2 separate regions of the Macaca mulatta genome follow, and region 2 is linked to region 1. A link is a contact called in public Hi-C data. All regions are on one chromosome and are shown on one strand. The core of a region is the stretch at or near the end of the contact, and the rest is flanking DNA. Distances in the headings are between cores, read along the strand shown.

The links. A called contact is a pair of places that touch in the nucleus more often than the background predicts.
Region 2: a contact with region 1 is called in a Hi-C map of liver, with 3 times the contacts expected there. The contact joins the promoter of SERGEF here to the promoter of SAAL1 in region 1. A contact is called at or near these places in 4 of 14 Hi-C or Micro-C datasets (cortical neurons, fetal cortex germinal zone, fibroblasts and 1 more).

What each region holds. Positions count from the first base shown.
Region 1 is chr14:47,350,063-47,354,584 of T2T-MMU8v2.0, forward strand. It overlaps SAAL1 (serum amyloid A like 1), which reads left to right and starts at 1,502. Exons shown (of 11, transcript XM_028833579.2): 1 at 1,502-1,672; 2 at 4,520-4,522. The coding sequence starts at 1,541.
Region 2 is chr14:47,437,412-47,441,872 of T2T-MMU8v2.0, forward strand. SERGEF (secretion regulating guanine nucleotide exchange factor) reads left to right here and starts at 2,934. Exons shown (of 12, transcript XR_013403975.1): 1 at 2,934-3,025.

The DNA.
Region 1 (4,522 bases), core at 252-2,751:
GTAGGTTATATCATCTATAAATTTAATTCCATTAAATCAAAGTGGATAGTTGTAAATCAATTCCATCATAGGTAATTTGTTTAGTTTAATGTTTATGATTCTTATGGAGAAAATAAACAATGCAACCATTTAAAAAGTGTTTTTCATTTACCTTTGCATAGGTGCTTAAAATACATATTTCTGTTTCAAGATGACACTGAAAAATTATTCTAATATAACAGCAGCAAAAATGTAATTCTGCAATTATAAAAGTGCAAAACTGAAATTCATAATGAAGGTTTTCTCATGTTTACAATTATGGTTATTTAATCAATACTAATACTATGCAGGTCTGTTGTAAGATTTCTAGATTTGGTTTAAACACATGCACACAATACTGCCAGTTGTGGGAGGCTTTACAAGTTATATTTCATGCAACTTTTTTGAAAGAGTTCTAAAAGAGTCAGCCAGTCCACAAGACAGACAGAAAAAAGTTAAATTAACTGGAGTAAATTGGACTCTTAACATTTAAAGCATGCAAGATTCAGGAGGAAACTGGGAGTACTTTGGGACTGGCCTGCTATCTTCTTTAGTATTAATTTCATCTTAACAGTTTAAGAATTTGAACATTTTAACACCATCAAGTTCATTTAGGTGACGTGTTTCTTGTGTGTTAACTTGACTCCCCTGAATGATCTAGTTAGTGAACTAGAGTCACTAATAATTTGGTCACAAGGCAAATCAAGCCTACACGAAAGGAAGTGAAAACTCAAAATATCATAGTATCATCTGAACCTACTCAAATAATTCATTTTCAATATAAACATGTAACTTCAATAATGAGATGACTCATTAATGAGTCAAGCTCCTCCAACAAGACAACGACAACATCTCTTCTTCTAAGGTTTAGGTTTTGCATAGAAATCCGGATACATGGAACAGCCCATACCAACAGTCATTGCTCCTACAACAAAGCTGGACTGCCACACGCATGTGGATCAGGTGATGCGATATTTTACTATTTCCCCTGCTCTTCAATTTGTATAATCCATATGCAGCAACTACTGCAAAACCTGCCATTCCAATGAGGACAAATGGTGCCTCTTTAGCTTTACAAATCAGTTTGGATCCCTGGAATCCCTTACAAGTCATCCAGCTTCGCCCACGGATATTTTTAGGAATGGCAATGGTGACCAGAGATCAGAGGATTGTAGGAAGAGAGGGCGAATAGAGTAAGTTCGCTAGCTTTCAGATTCACATCTGTTCCTGAGGCTTCCTCCCTGCCCCCACCCTTCCTTCTTCAATCAGGCTAAGAGCTCCTGGAGAAATGGAACACCTGATTCAGTGAGGGTGACAAATAATTATGAGTATATTCGTGCCTGGGTCCTGGGTAGAATGGGGTGGGTGAGGTCAAGCCATCTTGGCTGGCTGGCCAAGCTCCGAACAGCAGGGGGCGCTGTAGGGGGAGTCCCGCCGGGTGCGCCGGGCGCTCTGGCACTAGGGTGCCGGTCGTCTCCTCCGCAGCTTCCGGCACGGCCTTCGAACGCGGGACGCGGCAGTCATGGATCGCAACCCCTCGCCGCCGCCTCCGGGTCGCGACCAGGAGGAGGAGGAGGTGGCCGGTGGAGACTGCATAGGGAGCACGGTTTACAGCAAACACTGGCTCTTCGGCGTCCTCAGCGGACTCATCCAGGTGTGGAAACTCGCGCCACGCGTGGGCTCTTCCCACATCCCCCAGGCACCCGGGCTCCGCCTCTGGCGGCTCCTCCTGCCCCGGGAGCCGCCATCCCCACAAAGACCCCTCCCCAGGCGTGCGCTGCGGGACCTCGCTTGTTGCGTTTCGCCGGCCGCTGCGGACCCCAGAACTATCTGGGGCCCCTCGGGGTCTCTCGACACAAAGGGAAGTATAATGTTAGGGATGCTGGAATACTTGCGGTTCTATTGTAGTTTCGCAAGTTCTCCAAAAATACACGATCGTGTAACTGCATTGCTCGGGTTTTACTCCCCATCCCCACTGTCATTTCTGAAGCCCAGGTCCTTAGTTTATATATTTCATGGACTATAGTTGTAATATAATAAATGGTGATTTTAGGGTTATACAACTTTTATATAAAAAACGTGGCTTCTGACTAGGCGCGATGGGTCACGTCTGTAATGCCAACACTTTGGGAGGCCGAGGCGGAAGGATCGCTTGAGCCAGGAGTTCGAGACCAGCCTGGGCAACACAGAACTGGTTTCTACAAACTTAAAAAAAGTCGGTCGTGATGGTGCACACCTGTAGTCCCAGCTACTCAGGAGGCTGAGGCTGGAGGATCGTTTGAGCCTGGAGTTGGAGGCTGCAGTGAGCTGTGATCCAGCTACTGCACTCCAGGCTGGGGGACAGAGGGAGACCCTGTCTCAAAAAAACAAAAAACACAGCTTCATTACCCACTAGCTGCAGGTCACCTAACGGCTCAGAACCTCTATTTCTCTCTTAATTTCTATAAAATGGGATTATAATATTTATATTATTATATATAGGGTCATTGTGTAGGTTAAGTGAGATTATAATGGCCATAGAGTGCTTAGCATGGTGTTTGACTTATAGGAGGCTGTCAGTAAATGTGGGTTTTCTTCTCCCCATGTTTCCCTCATTGGTTCCTCTGCTTCTCTTCTCTATCCTCTCCAGTTAATTTTCTACACAGCTGCCAGAATAATCTTTAAAGACAGCGCTATTCATGACACTGCTTAGTTCCCTTTGCATAGGAGAAAAATGCATATTTCTTGAAGCTTGGGATCCAGGGCTGTTTATACATTTTCCAGCCTCATCTTCTCGTGATACACTATGTTCCATCAACAGCGAACTGTTCACCATCCCCAAACATGCTAGGCCCTCTCTCAACTCTGAACTCTTGTACTTTCCTCTGAATACTCACTTCTCTCCTTCTTCACATGACAAACTACTATTCTTCCTTTAAAATTTAGCTTAAATATCAACACCTAAGAGAAAGTTCCCCATCTTCTCCCAGGAATAGGTCATTGGTCCATCATTTTTGCTACCACAACTTTTTGTCCACAATTCATTTGAATCACTTTGCCTTTTTTTTTTCTTTTTTTTTTTTGAGACGGAGTCTCGCTCTGTCGCCCAGGCTGGAGTGCAGTGGCCGGATATCAGCTCACTGCAAGCTCCGCCTCCCGGGTTCACGCCATTCTCCTGCCTCAGCCTCCCCAGTAGCTGGGACTACAGGCGCCCGCCACCTCGCCTGGCTAGTTTTTTGTATTTTTTTTTAGTAGAGACGGGGTTTCACCGTGTTAGCCAGGATGGTCTCGATTTCCTGACCTCGTGATCTGCCCGTCTGGGCCTCCCAAAGTGCTGGGATTACAGGCTTGAGCCACCACGCCCTGCCCACTTTGCCTTTTCTAATATGACTATCCCTTTACATGTCTTTCCCCACTAGATCCTAAAAGTTAAAAAAAAAAAAAATCTTAAAAGTAAGGGATTATATCTAACTCGTCTTTGTATATCTACCCCAGTGCCTAGCAACAGTATTTACTTTGTGAATGTTGAAAGAATAGATCTACCCAAGGCACTAAGTTTTTAAAAGAAGATTTTTGCAAGAGAAGATACTTTGCTGGTAGCTTCTTTGTGTCTTCTAAACAATTATGGGTTATTATTAAAGTAAGTCCTCACTTAACATCAGTAGGTTCTTGGAAATTGTGACTTGAAGCAAAATTACTGATAATGAAACCAATTTTACATAGCTAATTGATATAAACAAGAGTTAAGTTCCTGTGGCATATTTCTGGACAGAAGAACATCACCAAACTTCTAAATGAGGACCCAAAACACGTCTAGTATTAAATATTGAAATAAATGTGAGCTATAAATACATTTAAGAAAGGTTAATAAACACAAGAACTATTTACCTAATTTTGGTGAGTTAGTGAGTGATGGTGGTTGTAGTGATTCTTTGATTATGTTAAATCAAGGAATAAATGTTTACAAAGCAAAAATGACCACCTCTTACTACCGTACAGTCCAAAAACAAAAAAATAAGGCAGGCTTACTGAGCACATTCCTACCACATAATTATTGTCGTACATCTCCATGATTATTGTCTTCTTTACAGATTTTTGTTTTATAATAATTTGTATTCATCCATTTCCCAACCCAATTGCTCTGGTTCAGAGTTGAGGGTGGCTGGAGCCTAAACCAGCAGCTCAAGGTGCAAGGCAGAAACCAGCCCTGGACAGGATGCCATCCCATCACAGGTACACACACACCCACACTCACTCAGATCGGGACCATTTAGACACACCAGTTATGCTAATGTGCAAATTTGGGGGATGTGGGAGGAAACTGAAGTATCTGGAACAGACTCATGCACACATGGGAAGAACATGCAAACTCCACACAGACAGTGGCCCTGGCCAGGAATCAAATATTTTTTTTCTCATCAACGTTACAAGGAAATGTTATTCGATCACCTGCTGTATTTGGGTGCCTGGTTAGTATTGTAGACAACTTTTATTCATGTTTTCTTTCTTTGTGTTTCTGAAGATT
Region 2 (4,461 bases), core at 1,684-4,183, 89 kb after region 1:
GATTTCTTGACGTGGGTAAATGTATCTCTGTGGGCTGTTAAATTCATTTCCCTCACCCTTAAGGAATCTAGTGATTGACTCTCCTGTGGGTGTCACTTCACCCTTCCAGAAATTCTCTTGGACAAGGTCTAAGACCATCCCCCAGCCAGTTTGTTCATGTATGGGAAATGGACAGTTTTTATTTTGAAAAACTCTGGGTGTGAAAGACCTCCCCAAAGCATCACTTTGTCTTCACTCAGCTATTAGAGGGGATATCCAGCCACAAGCCCTTGTATTTCTCAGAACAGATTGGACAGAAGCCTGTCTGGCTCCTAATATAGAGGGATGCATACCAAGCTCTCTCAGGGACCCAGCTAAACTAACTTTCCTTAAACATGAGATGTGTGAGACCTACACCACATTGATAATTGTGGTCACATATCCTACTAGAATTTTCTCTGGTCTCTTAACCTTTTTTGTAGACTGAAAGTCATACGCTGGTTTCTAGACAGTTGCTTTGCAGTCCTGCTTTGGTGGTCTTGCACCTTATATTATGATATAGGAGTAACTAGCATTTGTTGCTCAGCCAAAACTTGTTGCGGGAAGTCAGGGACCCCAAACGGAGGGACCGGCTGGAGCTGCGGCAGAGGAACATAAATTGTGAAGATTTCATGGACATTTATCAGTTCCCAAATAATACTCTTATAATTTCTTACACCTGTCTTACCTTAATCTCTTAATCCTGTTGTCTTTGTAAACTGAGGATGTACGTCACCCAGGACCACTAAGACAATTGTGTTAACTGAACAAATTGATTGTAAAACATGTGTGTTTGAACAATATGAAATCAGCGCACCTTGAAAAAGAACAGAGTAACAGCGATTTTCAGGGAACAAGAGAAGACAACCATAAGGTCTGACTGCCTGTGGGGTCAGGCAAAATAGAGCCATATTTTTCTTCTTGCAGAGAGCCTGTAAACGGACATGCAAGTAGGGAAGATATCGCTAAATTCTTTTCCTAGCAAGGAATGTTAATAATTAATACCCTGGGGAAGGAACGTATTCCTGGGGGGAGGTCTACAAACGGCCACTCTGGGAATGTCTGTCTTATGCGGTTGCGGTAAGGACTGAGATACACCCTGGTCTCCAGCAGTAACCTCAGGCTTACTAGGGTGGGGAAAAACCCCATCCTGGTAAATTTGAGGTCTGACTGGTTCTTTGCTCTCAAATCCTGTTTTCTGTTGTTTAAGAGGTTTATCAAGACAATACGTGCACTGCTGAACATAGACGCTTATCAGTAATTCTGCTTTTGCTCTTTGCCTTGTGATCTTTGCTTTTGCCCTTTGCCTTGTGATCTTTGTTGGACCCTTATCGGGAGTTTCTGATTTTGCCCTTATCCTGTTTCCTCAGAAGCATTTGATCTTTGTTCTCCTTTTTGCCCTTTGAAGCATGTGATCTTTGTGACCTACTCCCTGTTCACACACCTCCTCCCCTTTTGAAATCCTTAATAAAAACTTGCTGGTTTTGCAGCTTGGGGGGCATCATGGTCCTACCGATATGTGATGTCACCCCCAGTGGCCCAGCTGTAAAATTCCTCTCTTTGTACTCTTTCTCTTTATTTCTCAGCTGGCCGACACTTGTGGAAAATAGAAAGAACCTACATTGAAATATTGGGGGCGAGTTCCCCCAATAAAAACTGAGTGGGGAAGAGTCCCATTTTTACATCTTGTTACACATGCTAGCAAGAAATGGTCAGCACAAAAAAGCCCACTCATAAGAGAGTCAGCAAGCATGGTATAGCTCCTTCACATTCAGATCCCTAGAGAATGAAGAGCTGTTTTATCTCTCCAAAGCTGGCGTTTTTCTTGGTATGGTCATCGACATTCTCCAGATGCCACACGTTGGAGAGAGAAAGGTGAGGGCTGCCCTCAAGTGGTCTTACAGGCAGAAATTCCTAAGAGTGGATGGAGTGAAAGAACAGGAAAGAGCAGTGTAAGAGCTCACTAAGACACTTCCCAGAAGCCCAGGTGTGAAGGGCGGTGAGTGCTGGAGACCCCTGTCAGCAGAGGGGCCAAGTGCTACGGAATGTGGATGATCATCTTTAATGTGACCCCATGTGTTCTGTATTCCTGATACCAGTGCCATATTTTCCTTCAGATAAATTGAACTTAACTCCCACCAGCAACACGACGCTGTCTGAGAAAAGCCATTTTATATGGAAATGTTCGTTGGGTGACGATTATCCAGTATTATTAATAGAATGAGCTCAGGGCCGTGCCGAGGCTGCCCCGGCAGGAGTCCACGCTAACCAGCCTCCCCCATTCAGCGTCGTGAGGCGCGGGTTCCCGCTCCATGCCAGGTGCAGAGGGCGACACTGGCGACGTGCCACTCCACTCGCCTCCCAAGGCGCCCCCTCAGATGTTTGCGAACGCACATCAAAGCAGGCTCAAGACAATTGCTCCTGAGATGCCCGGCAGGACCCTGCCCTACCCGTCAGGCTCCATTTCTTGTTCCCGCAAATGGTGATGCCATCCCTGCCCTGTCAACCCCTCTGGGCTGTCGTAGGCCTCCAAGGAGACAAAAACACGAAGGAGCTTTGTGAACTGTGGCGCGCAGTGCACCTGTATGAAACATGAAATTATGACTAAAAATAAAGAGTACGAGGGGGAGGAGCGAGAGGCTGAGAGGCCCAGCGCGACAGGAGGCTGCGGGCGGAGACGCTGCGAGCGCCGCCAGGGCGGGCTGACTGGGAGGCGGCTCCGGGTTTGTCATTCGGCCCCGCCCACCACTGGTCCCCAAAGGCCCGAGGGCGCGTCCGCACCCCCTCTCCTGGCCCGCAGGCCCCTTCCCACCACAGATCCCTCCCAGCGCCTGCTCCATTCGCGACCCAGGTCCCGCCCCTGCGCCAGGGCTCCCGCGCCCACCCCTCCCCGGCAGGCCCCGCCCTCGTGCGGTCCCTCCCGGAAGCGCCAGCAGAGCGACCTCGTATGGAGCGCGAGCCCAGCGCCTCAGAGGCCGCCCCCGCGGCGGCCGTGCTTTTCGCCTGGGTACGTGACTCCGCCCCCGAGCCAGGGCCAGCTGAGGGGCGCCGAGACGTGGGAGCTCCTGGCCGCGGCCTGGGCAGTTCAGGGGCTGGGTGGCCGAGGTCCTAGCCGGGCTCTGGGTTGGAGGATCCTGGGCTGGGAGCAGGGGAGGAGCGGGCGGGGAGGGAAGGGTCTTTGCGGTCGACTTAGGGGCCTGCCGGCTGGCGGGGCCGGAGCCGGAGGGGCTGTGGCGCTGCGGGAAGAACCTGCCTCGGGGCAGAGCGTCTGGTTCCGCGAGAGCCCTCCAGCCCGCATAGCGCCTGGAAGATAGCGCGAAGGGCTCGGTGGAGAGGATCGCCCGGTCCCAGAGCCCCGTGGGGCCACCTGTGCCCCCCACCCTCCTGATGCCTGGAGGAGGGAGGCCGTGTCCCAGCCTGGCGAGTGCATCCTTTGGATGTGAGGCCTGCGGTGTTTGGTCGCGCACAAGGCACAGACCCTACCTATTTGCTGATACTCTGCTGTGACCTGTTCTTGCCTGTCTTGGGGGAGTTGGGCTGCTGTTGGTTTAACGGGAGCATTGGGAGAGACGGGGTCATCTTGATGTGTGTTTGGGAGACAGGAGGTTTCGTGCACAGGAGCGTGGCAGGTGGCCGACCAGCATGCACAGGAATGAGCAGTCGCTGCGTCTTGTGCTTCTTCATAGCACGTATCACAATTTTAATGATGTGTATAATTTATTATTAACGTCAGTCTCTCTGGCTAGAAAGTAAGTGTGGTGAGAGTGGGTGCTGTGCCTGTCTTGTTCACAGTGTCTCTCTTGGTGTCTGGCACATCGTAGGTCCCCAGTAAATACTTGTTGACGAATGAGTGAACGAGTATCCGTGTGCCTACCCATGTGCTGGTGTTGGGGAAATACACATGAGTGAAATACACATGAGTGAGAGACTTCCAGTTCTTGTGTTGGGTGAGAGCAAAAGTATAACCTGCATTGCTGTTAAAAATCAGTATTAATTGACCATTTTTTAAAGAAGTAATGATCAGTACAAGGCGGCACTTGTTGAATGTGGTGCTACAGTTTGGCAGGAGGGAGAGCATGGCCTGCGGTAGTCTGGCTGGCTGGCGTCTTTGAGGTGGCCCGGGAGCTGGGGGATTGAATATGTGCTGTCTCTGGCTTTTTCCAGGCAGGAGACTGGCGTCTGTGTGGACAGAGGAAACATCAGGCAGAAACAAACCTTTAATATTCGGCCTTGTCTGTACTGAAACAGTATGTCTGTAAAATATGTTTAATAGGTTGTTGACACCCTTCTGCTGTGTTTGGAGAACTGGTGGTGTGTTTTTGCTGCTGCATAATCTGAAACTGTGGGGGTGTGTTGGCCGGCTAGGGCTACCATAACAAAATACCACACAATAGAGGCTTAAACAACAGAAATTTATTTTCTCACAGTTCCAGAGGCTAGAAG